Regions from separate parts of the Sus scrofa genome. Here region 2 is linked to region 1. A link is a contact called in public HiChIP or PLAC-seq data. All regions are on one chromosome and are shown on one strand. The core of a region is the stretch at or near the end of the contact, and the rest is flanking DNA. Distances in the headings are between cores, read along the strand shown. Region 1 holds the start of TSHZ2 (teashirt zinc finger homeobox 2). Region 2 overlaps TSHZ2 (teashirt zinc finger homeobox 2).

Region 1 (5,345 bases), core at 816-3,315:
GCAGGTTGGCTTTGCTCTCCCTCGGCTCAGGTGACATCTCCTGCATTGAGGCTAGAGCTACCCTCTCTTTCAGACACTGTCATAGAACTCTCTTTTAACACATTCAAGGAGCCTATCATTCAAAAACAATCTTATTTGTTGGCTTACTTTTCATTCATTCGTCACATGTTTTATGGGGCATCTACTGTATGTTGTGATCTTCGCCACCATTGGGGCTACAACAGTAAAAAAAGAAGCAAAAGCCTCTCCTTCCAACAGTACTTACACTCTCGAGAGGAAATTTGGACTATAAACCAAATAGAAAACTGCATATGATATGTGCGATGGTACGTTTGACCCTGGTAAGCCCAGTGGAGAAAAAGAAGAGATAAATGGGATGGGGAATGGAGGTGTGTGTGTGTGTGTGTGTGTGTGTGTGTAAAACTTTAAGGTAGGTCTCTGGGAGAAAGTGACATTTAAGCAAAGAAGGGGTATCTGGGGGCAAGCTGTCTGCCCCCCCCCATTAGCATACAAACATTAGGAGGCCAGGCTCTTCCCTTTCTCTATGGCTGCTGTGTCTCTGGAATAGGCACACAGTAGGTGCTCAATAAATGTATTTGATGAAACAAAGCACTATGTGATTAATCTATCAAGGAGGCAGATGGGAGATTCTTGTTTTCATGACCATCCAGAGATTGGCAAGAAGGTGGGAGAAGCAGAGGATTAAATTTCAGGGGGTGGGGAGGACATCTCTGTGGGCAGATTAAGAGATTTGGAGGATGGCGGTGATCACTCTTAAGGTGCCCACCCGCTTCACTCCCCAAAGCACACCTAAGTTCTCAGGCTCCTGTGTTGATAAGGCTCCTGTTAATGGTCCTGCCGGTCAGCTCACCTGGCCCCCTGCGGCTCCTTCCATCATCCTCCCCCCTTTTCTCCGTCATCCCCTCCTCTCCCACCCCTCCCCCGAGGGGTGTCTGCTCGCCCGGTGGGCACGTCCTCGCACCAGCGAAGAGGGAAGAGGGCTCACGGAGGAGCCCACCCCGGGCGGCAAGCCCGGGTCCCCGCCCCCAGCTCCCCGGCGGGACACTGTCCCTTTAATAGACTCCCTCTGCCTGGCGCTCTGCGGCTGGGGAGTAAATTTCTCCCTGTCATCAGGTCGCGGGGAGAGGAGGAGGAGGAGGAGTTTGTTAATGTTCAGTTTGTTCAGCGGGATCGATGTTTGCTGGCATCGCCTCGCCCTGTCTTGTGTGTGTGTGAGAGTGTGTGTGTGCGTGTTTGTGTGTGTGCGCGCATATGTGGGGGGTGTGAGTGTGTGTGAGTGAGAGGAAGCGAGAGTGCGTGCGTGCGTGTGTGTGAGTGTGTCTGTGTGTGTCTGTGTGTGTGTGAGTGTGTGTGAGTGAGTGAATTCCAGATTTTCTGTCTTCCCAAACCCGCTCCTGTCCTCTCGCATATCACTCACAGACGGGGATCTGACAGCAGCCACAAACCTACAGTGAGTGATCCCTCTCTGCCCCCAGCACGAATCCGAATCCGCCATAGAGATCGCGAGGAGGAGGAGGAGGAGGAAGAGGAGGAGGAGGAGGAGGGAAAGAGGAGAAGGAAGAAGAAAAAGAAGAAACCACTACCTTCCCAGGATTGCCTTTTTTTTTTCCTTATCTTTACGCGCGCGTGTGCGTCCCTCGTCCCTTCCATTCGAACCCGGTCTTGGATGTTTAATAAAGAAATCAAGTGTCTCAACAGTCACCAAAAAAAAAAACAAACCAAAAAAAAAAAATTCCAAAAAGCAAAAACAAAAAGAGAGAAAGAGAGAAAAAAAAATCCAAAACAAACAAACAAACAAGGCAGAACCAACCTCTACTTCAAACCAGCCGGCACAGCCACCCGTGTCTGCCACCCAGAGAGGGGGGTCTCTGGCCCGTGGTGGAGGAGTTGCAGGGGGGATCGTCAGGGGGACAGAGGCCGAGTGACGCCCTAGGAGCCACCGGGCAGGAGGCGGAGGAGACCCAGAGAGGCGAGAGAGACAGCGGGCCCCCGCGCGCGGCTCGGGGCTGGGGCGCCAGAAGTGGGACTGGAGCGAAGTAGAGCGATGCCAAGGAGGAAACAGCAGGCACCCAAGCGGGCGGCAGGTAAGAGAACGGCTCCGCTTCGGGGCTGCCGGGCCGGGCTGGCCGGTGCGCCGAGCTCCTCGCCTGCCTTCCTCGCCCCGGGTGCCCCAGGACGCCACCCCTCTCGGCTTTCGGGGGAGTTCGCTCCGGGTGCCCCTCTCTGCCCCACTGATAACCCCATCCTCTCTCGCCTTCTCCAGTCTCCTAAATCCTCCCCTTTCCAGGCTCCGGTTTGGGGGTGGGGGGGCAGATGGGGGAAGCTAGCCCACCAAGCCTTCCCTCCTTAAACTTTTTTCCCCCACCTTCTTCCCCACCCCTAACTTTCTCCCAGTCTGCTTCTTGCCTCTCGGGCCAAAGTTGGGTTGAGGACTTGGGGTGCGGAGTGGGGAGGCATTCCTTCCACCCCCGCATCCCTCCGCGTGGTCAGTGCCAGTAGCTTCTGGCCTCGAGGGACAGCGTCTCCTCCCGCTGGGTTTGGGGCGCTGAAGGGTGAGCCATGCCCCAGCCCCAGGCTGCAGGCTGGCTTTGGGGCTAGCAATAGAGTTAAGTTTTGATTGCCAAGGTGGAAAAAACCACCCCAGGAAACGAAGGAGCCTTTGAATATGTTTTCTAAAAGGATCTACGTTTGGAAATCTAATCAACACTCTCCCTTCTCTTAGGGGGAAAAAAAATGCCCCTTGAACACTGAAACAGCTCTGGATTTTCTTTGCACAGAGTTGCAAACTTTGTAAATTGATTTGTATGGTGGGAACTATCCTATCTGAATTCTTATTTACCACCTCCTTCTACAAAACAAAAACAAAAAAAAAGAGAGAAAGAGAAAGGAACAGGTTAATGGATTAGTATATTAGATCTTGTAAAGAATTTTTTTCTTTTGGGTTGCTTAATTGCTTTTTTAATAGTATGCTGGGGTTTTGTTTCTCGGAAGTGTAATATGAAAGTTCATTTTTCTCCTGCCAGACCCACCCACTGAAAAATCAGCTTTCCACTTGATTGCTAGTTTTGATTTGACATTTGATTGATCACCTGTCATCTCACTGCCTTTGATCTATTCATTCTTGATATATATCAATAAATCACTCACCATGGTAACTCAGAGTGCCAGTGACGCAAGCCTTGCCCTCTAGATTCAGAGCCAGACATGCACAATTATTATCTTGTTTGGCTTTTAATGTGGGCGTTTTTATTTTCTTTGTGTCCTTCAGTTGAATCGGGGCTTTAGCAAAAAGCTTAAGTTTTTTTCCTCTTCTTTCTGTCTTTACCTTCATGCTTTAGGCAGCATCAGTTAAGGCTCGTCTTCTGCAGATCCACCACGGTATTTCCTTCTGTTCTGACTGGAGCGAAACATTAGGGAGAAGAAGTTTGGTGGAACACTTTCATAAAGTTTGCAAAGCCACCCTCAGAACAAAAATACGAAGTTAGTCACAAATCTGAGCAAAGTGGGTGTTTGTGTCTGAATATGCTGGACCACCAAGCTCATCCTCCATCGTGGCCTGATTCCAGTACGAGTGGCAGTACATGTGCTCTGAGATAGCCACAGTTATCTTCCCTTCTGAGTGCAGAATTGCTTCTGTAACTGTGTATAGATGGGTGGGAAATATCATTTATAAAGCTTTAATTCGTGGATTTTCCAATTGTTTCTCTAAGAGCAAAATGATTTGAGTACTTTTAGTACTGTGTATATTTAGAACTTGCCTAGTCAATGAGGTGTTCTTTTTTAAATTCTAGCTACCTCTTTTGCAAACAATTTCTCCCTCCTACCCCTGTCCTTTTCTACATTTAACTCACTTATTTTTTAAAAACTTAGATTGCTTTGCAATCTGAACAGCATTGGGGAGTGTACAGGCCTTTTAGACTCAGGAAGAGTACGCCTGCCTCATCTAGTTCTAGCAACATAAGTTTAAGTATAGCTAGATTATTAGAGATAACATCCTTATTGTTGTCCCAAAAGAGATCCCTGGGCAACAGTCCAGCAAAAGTGATACTGCCCTGAAAATTACTCTTTTTTCCCCCTTGTTGTTCCGGTAAAGGCCATCAACAACTAGGCAGTAATTTAAATTACCAGAATGACTGGACATGTCTCCTTTGGTAAGCTCATTACAAAAAGTGCATTGCTCAGAATTGCACTACTTTGATTATAATTATCCTCTGATCAATGAGGATCCAGGTGTACGTAACATAATGCTGTATCACATTATTTAAATTAGATCCTTTTCATTAAGCTGATATCCACTGGAGCTAGCTTGTCTGTTTACTGTAGTGTATGTGTTTGTGTGTCCGTATTAGAAAGTTCTGACTGTAGTTTCAGTTTTCTGGCCTATTGTGTTCCTAGTGTCTTTATATGTTTGTTTTCATGGCTTTTATTATTTTCACTGGAAGAAGTGGAAACCCTTGTCAAGCTGAAAGGGAATGATTCATTTTGTACACAGTGAGGCCCCTCTTACGGTATTTATTTGCTCACATTATTACTAGAGTGGATATGTGTTCATGTAATGTTTCTTTCCTCTGAAGTCATCTGTGCCGTACTGTTTTAGCTGAGGCGGAGATTCGCAAGTAAAGTTAGCCACTTTGATATCCTTTAGCCAGTTAACATCCTGGGAGAAGAACAAGGTGGGTTCTAGGACTGTGGCCATACTAACTTTTATCACTGCTTAAAATTAAACACAATGCACAACTGTAAGTAATTATTCCCATGGGCTGATGTTGAAAGCTTGATTTCTAGCTTGATTAATGAATAATGTAAGATAGAAAAAGCCCGTGAGTAAATCAGAACTGAGACTCTCTTTCCCAAGAACTGTTCGAGGCAATTTGATTCCTTTGCATTATTAGTTTTAAGTTCCACGTTTCAAGGAATCAATTACGGAACTTTCTAATAAAGCAGGTATGCGGATAGAATGAGCGAGATGATATTATAAGTGATGGGGAATGTTAGTCTTTATTGGTTATGTTCCTCCCCCCTTTAGGGGAAGGGCTATGAGGTAGGCAGTTCTCTTTAAGGAAACAGCGAAGTCAGAACACTTCCCTCCGAAATGTCATTCTCCCTGGCTTTCTAAAGCTACGCTGTTCCACCATACTGTTACTTCGGGTGAGGAAAAAAGTTTAGAAAGCAGCCCACGGTACCCCAGGGGTTTGTGTACGTGTGAATGTGTGTGCTTGTTTCCTTGGATGTATGTCACACTCACCGCTAAAATGTATCTACTTTTACCTGAAAATACTGGAGGCTTCTGTACCAGCCTTTTTTCCCCCTGTCCACTGTAGGCA
Region 2 (5,345 bases), core at 773-3,272, 92 kb after region 1:
AAAAAAAAAAAGGTTTTACTTCTATCGGTAAAACTACCACCCGCCAAATAGGATCATTATCTAAATCCCAGTGACAAACAAGTTGATGGGGAACATTCTGGGGAAGGGAAGCCCAAGGGGAAAACAGGTTAGCAAAATCCCTTGCTTCCTGAAGGAAACATTAGTAGGTGTTTCCTAATCCTGCCTAGCAAAGGTCAGTGTTTCCACACACACACACACACACACACACACACACACACACACATCTGCTCAAGCGTCCATATAACAAGAGAGGAAATGTACAGAGGCTCTGCTGGATGGGGGAAGCTATTAATCCAGTGGCTTGGCAGTTAGACACTTGAAAAAAGATGACTTCTTACATGCAATTGTCACCATGTTAATAACGAAATATTGATCAGTTCCTGCTTAATGAAAATCAACTTATCCTAATTTAGCCCTGCAAAGAAGACCACTTAGGGTCTCATCCCTACATTTGCATTGTCCATCTGTGTATTTTTCACAGTTGTGTTTATTTATTTTGGTCCATGGAGCTGAGAACCGGAGAGGGAAAAGGGAGCAATTAATATCAGGTCTACCAAATTTATTTTTCTTTTCTTCCTTTTTTGAAATTCAGTGATCTGATTTAGTGAGAAAAACCTTCTCGGAGACTTTATAACATAATGGGCTTTGGTGATTTTATGATTAAATGATTACAATCTTTGTCAATAGAAATACTGTTATATGAGAAATACAAAGCCTTAGAAAGTCACTAACAGTCCTGATCTATAGCTCAATTTATAGCTTTTTACAACCGTATATACGTTGCCTTCAGAACTGGATTCTCCTCACGAGATTTATCAGTCTGAATTGTGGAGAACAATTTTACACAGAGAAGCTCTGTCTAATAGCCTATCTTAATTAGCTGCCAATTTTGTGAATTATTTCTGTTTTATAGTCACAGTTTTTCTACTCATTTATTTACCTGTGATTTTGAAATTATCTGTGAAGCAATCTCTTTAGGATAATATGGAAATGAGTCAGTGAGTGTTGCCTCCTAAAAATGTAGATCATTTTGATTTACAATTTAAAATGTAAATACTTTAAGGTCAGGCCTCTGTGAAAAGAATAATTCACGAGTCGCCACAATGTTCATTCATACTTGTACATTTATTATCCAAAGGCACACAGAGTGTGTGTGTGTGTGTGTGTGTGTGTGTGTGTGTGTGTGTGTGTGTTTACCGACGTGGCTGCTTTTATTACTTCTGTTAGCTGTTGTTGCAAGGAGGTTCACATAAACATTTATATAGGTTTTAGAAAACAGTTGTTACTGAGGAAGAACCTTTTTCTGTTTACACAAATTCAGAACAAAGAAACATTGCCATAGCTTCCGGTAATTGACATGTGGGCGTGTTTTTCAAGTCACTGACTGGAAGAAGTGAGTGTCTGAGATTTATTTTTGACAGGACTTAAATTACTGGTGGCCTGACACATTTTTGAACAATTACTAGACATTGAGGTGTTTAAAGGAATGGGTACTGTTTGTTTCAGGGACGGGGAAGTTTCAAAACCGTTAGAACAAAACAATTTTCCATTTGATTAGTAAGATGCTAACACTTACATTTATATGACTAAATAGCACATACAGAGTTGACTCGTAAATGAGTTTTTTTGCTCGGAATAAAAGTCATACTTAAAGAGAAAAATCCCTCCACTTGATGCGTTGGTGAGTCCTGGGAATTCAAGAGAGGAACGGGCCTCTTTGCTCACTGTCAGTTTCTTCCCGCCTCTGGTGCTTTCAGATCAGTCCCTGAAGTACACAGAGCAGAGAGCTTTGTCCTGCTTTGTTTCAAATGTCTCGAAAACTAGGGCTTAATGTTCATTAATTAGTGACTATCTTTCAGGAGCTTCTAGACATTGTTTAACCAGCCATCTGAACTCCGACTGGAAAATTAAAATTCACGATTCAGGAACTGCTCGTGTCCCCCAAAGATAAAGCATCTACAGCTGCCATAATTGGCAGTGCATCGATGTCTTGAGTCATCCAAAAAGTCAAAGCAGTCATGTTTCCTCCCCCTTCTTTCCTGTTAGTGTGTCTGATGAAAATAAAGGACTGTGAGGTTTCCAGTCCTTTTCTTTTGTTGTTCCTGTGGCTTAAAAAGAAGGGCAGGCTTTGGGGGAGGGATCTAGCTCGTGGATTTACCTATTCTAATTCTTAAAGGTGCAGGTAAGGAAAAGCCAGAGCTTTTGCTTCTCGATCCAACACTGGTGATTGAGGTGTTAACATCCCTCCAACGTCTTTTTCCTCCCCCTGGGTCCAGAGACAGCCGTGAAGTCATGGCCTCTGACGACTCCTAGAGCATTATTCAGTACTGACTGTATTTCAAAAACCAAACCAAAACTAACGAAACAAAAGAAAACCAAAAATTCCCTTTCACCTTTTTTTCATCAGCAACACAAAGAACGTTGTACTCTCCAGCATCTGGAGCATTTGTTCTCACCTTGGGGTGATGTAGCCTATTCTTGGAGGGGACCTTTGGCAATTTTTGAAGATGTTTTTGGTTTTCACACCTGAGAGTTGCTACTGCTTCTAGTAGGCAGAGACCAGGGATGCTGCTAAACATGCCCCAATACACAGGACGGCCCTCATGACAAAGAATTATCTGGCCCCAGTTGTCCATGGTGCCGAGGTTGAGCAATTCTGGCAGAGAGTACTGAGGTAAAAATGCTGGTTCTCTCATGTTCTGTGCTGCTGTATGTTGCTGTTTTGCTGGGGAGAGGGGGTTCCCCTAACCTATACATCCCAGCCAAGAAGGATCAAGAATGCTGAACTGGGGAGTTCCCATCATGGCTCTGACTAGCATCCATTAGGATGCAGGTTCAATCCCTGGCCTCACTCAGTGGGTTCAGGATCTGGTGTTGCCACGAGCTGTGGTGTAGGTCACAGACATGGTTTGGATCTGGTGTTGTGTCTGTGGCATAGGCCAGTGGCTATAGCTCCAGTTTTTCCCCGAGCCTGAGCAGCTCCATGTGCCGTGGGTGTGGCCCTAAAAAGACAGAGAAAAAAAAAAAGAATGCTAAATTGGGCTGGAACAGAGGTAGTTCAGGAAATCATTTTCCTTCTAGTAGATTGAGGACATTAAAGCCACACTGCTCATGTTCCCAGCTTCTTTAAAAGAACATGATATGCAAATAACTATAAGTTCAGAAAGAATTCTCTGTGCAGATAACAAGACAACAAAACCATAATGATGTAGCAATATTAATTACCACCTCAGGGGAGGGGGAGGTGGTCCTACTATGTTCCCATTTTAGGAATAAGCCCTTTCTGGGTGTTGCTTCATTGACTGCTCACAACAGCTCTGTGAGATGGTATATTACTGGGAGCACACCTGAGTTCTAAACTATGTCTGTCCCCTCCTGATTTTGTAAGCTTGGAAGGTAAGATTTTCTTTCTAGTCTGCTTATGCTTTATTGTAATAGGAGAGAGTGAATCTAAATTATGTCTTATTCCCACCCAACTGCTAGGAACCCAGAAAATTCATTAAGTATCCATAGATTTTAATTGATGTGATTAAAAATAACTGCCTTGGCTCTATTCTCCTCTTCTCAGCTGAGTGTTTTGACATCACCCCTGGAAGATTTTCCAAAATTCCCCTGGGAAGTCAACATGAGGGATCTGGAAAATACAGGAAGAATGTGAGAAGGGGCCATTTCCTCTGGTTCACTGGGGGTCAGGCAGGCACATTCACTAAAACAGGAGAGGTCATTAGCCTTGGGGGGAAAAGAATACCCTTCTACTCATCCATCCTTCCTCCCATCCATCCATCTTCCTTTCATCCATCCATCCAACATCCATCCTTTCATCCTTTCATCCATCCAACCATCCATCCATCCATCATCTACTTCCATCCACACACATGGATAGAGATACATCTGAAATGCAATTCAGCAGAAATTAGGACTTACCTCTAGAGGCTGGAATATTAGATAATTTTTAAACTTTCCGTATAATTTTTATTACTTAAATACGGTTAAGTGTGAGTCATCTTTAGCAATGAGATTATTATTTTTATAAGAAAGAGGGTGATAGGGGATGAGCTGATGGATGCTTTTCAGCAGTCCAGGAAAACTGTTGTGCTAGTTTAAGAGAGTGCTTCCCGTCTTCTATTAACTCTGTTCTGCCAAGTTAAAAAAATTGGTCTATTTTCTGTCTGGGGTATAAGCTGATTGATGTAACTTTTCATTCTGAAATATGCATGTTTAATTATAGTGTTCCTCTGACCTCAGTGTTTGTTACTTTTACTATACATTAGCTAAAAGTAGAGACTGTTCATCATAAGGATTGGTTACAGGATTTTTCTGGGCCATGATTTTGCTACAGACAATGGGATTTCCAATGAAATGTAAGATGCTTTTTCAAATTTTTTTATTTATTTATTTTTTTGTCTTTTTGCCATTTCTTGGGCCGCTCCCGCGGCATATGGAGGTTCCCAGGCTAGGGGTCCATTCGGAGCTGTAGCCGCCAGCCTACGCCAGAGCCACAGCAACGCGGGATCCGAGCCGCGTCTGCGACCCACAGCACAGCTCACAGCAACGCCGGATCGTTAACCCACTGAGCAAGGGCAGGGATCGAACCCGCAACCTCATGGTTCCTAGTCGGATTTGTTAACCACTGCGCCACGACGGGAACTCCTGCTTTTTCAAATTTTAATGAATTTGCTGTCTGGCTACAGAGATAAATGAAGGAATAGTCTCTGCCTTACCAATCTTGGTTTGTAAGTGACATGTGTATAGCTTTTCCTACCTTCATAATGTTCTCGGTAGACTCTTATGCATCTTTTTAAAGCTTGGTCAAATGTCACCTCCTCAGTGGAGCGCTCCTTGACTACTGTGAAGTTAAATGTTTTCTCCTTTGATTGAAAATGTAAAGGTTTCCCGTTTTTTTTCAGTGTCTCTTGCTGTACTCAGATATAAAAGTTATCCCATGGCTAAAATTATGTCCTGTTCTTCCTCATGGACTTTGGCTTTCCATAAGGCAGAGGACAGGATTTATTGGTCTGTGTGTCCCCAAGGCTTCTCATAGCGCCTCAATTACTCAGCAGGAAATGAGCTGGCTAGAAAACAAGTCAAAGGAGATGGGCGTGGGGCGAAGTGTAAAAATCAGACAGATGTGTAAAAGGTATAGGCAACAGCGGATTTGGCAAAGCTTATCCTTTTTGGAAAGTTCAAATATACGCTGACTAAACAGCCAGACAAACTTACAAAACAATGGACAGATAAAAGAAACAGCAATTGCTGTGTTCGAGTCTCAGGGACTTCTAATAAAGGAATATTCAAACTTGGAAAAGGCTTCATGGAAAATACAG

Evidence for each region. HiChIP or PLAC-seq counts read pairs in DNA pulled down with a chosen protein or histone mark.
Region 2: an H3K27ac HiChIP or PLAC-seq map of skeletal muscle shows a contact between it and region 1. The contact joins the enhancer-like site here to the promoter of TSHZ2 in region 1. A contact is called at or near these places in 7 of 47 Hi-C or Micro-C datasets (embryonic fibroblasts, fetal skeletal muscle, heart right ventricle and 2 more) and 1 of 2 datasets of contacts at active chromatin or transcription factors (skeletal muscle).

The regions. Positions count from the first base shown.
Region 1 is chr17:54,109,197-54,114,541 of Sscrofa11.1, forward strand. It overlaps TSHZ2 (teashirt zinc finger homeobox 2), which reads left to right and starts at 2,066. Exons shown (of 5, transcript NM_001114674.1): 1 at 2,066-2,105. The coding sequence starts at 2,066.
Region 2 is chr17:54,200,934-54,206,278 of Sscrofa11.1, forward strand. All of the region lies in intron 1 of TSHZ2 (teashirt zinc finger homeobox 2), which reads left to right. Among named protein-coding and RNA genes, the nearest start is that of TSHZ2, 92 kb to the left of the region's middle. Within about 2 kb of position 2,023, at least 22 of the 83 cell types and tissues checked have an H3K27ac peak or open chromatin away from gene starts, as enhancers often do. A contact at or near this core is called in fetal skeletal muscle, retroperitoneal adipose tissue and skeletal muscle, where this site is marked.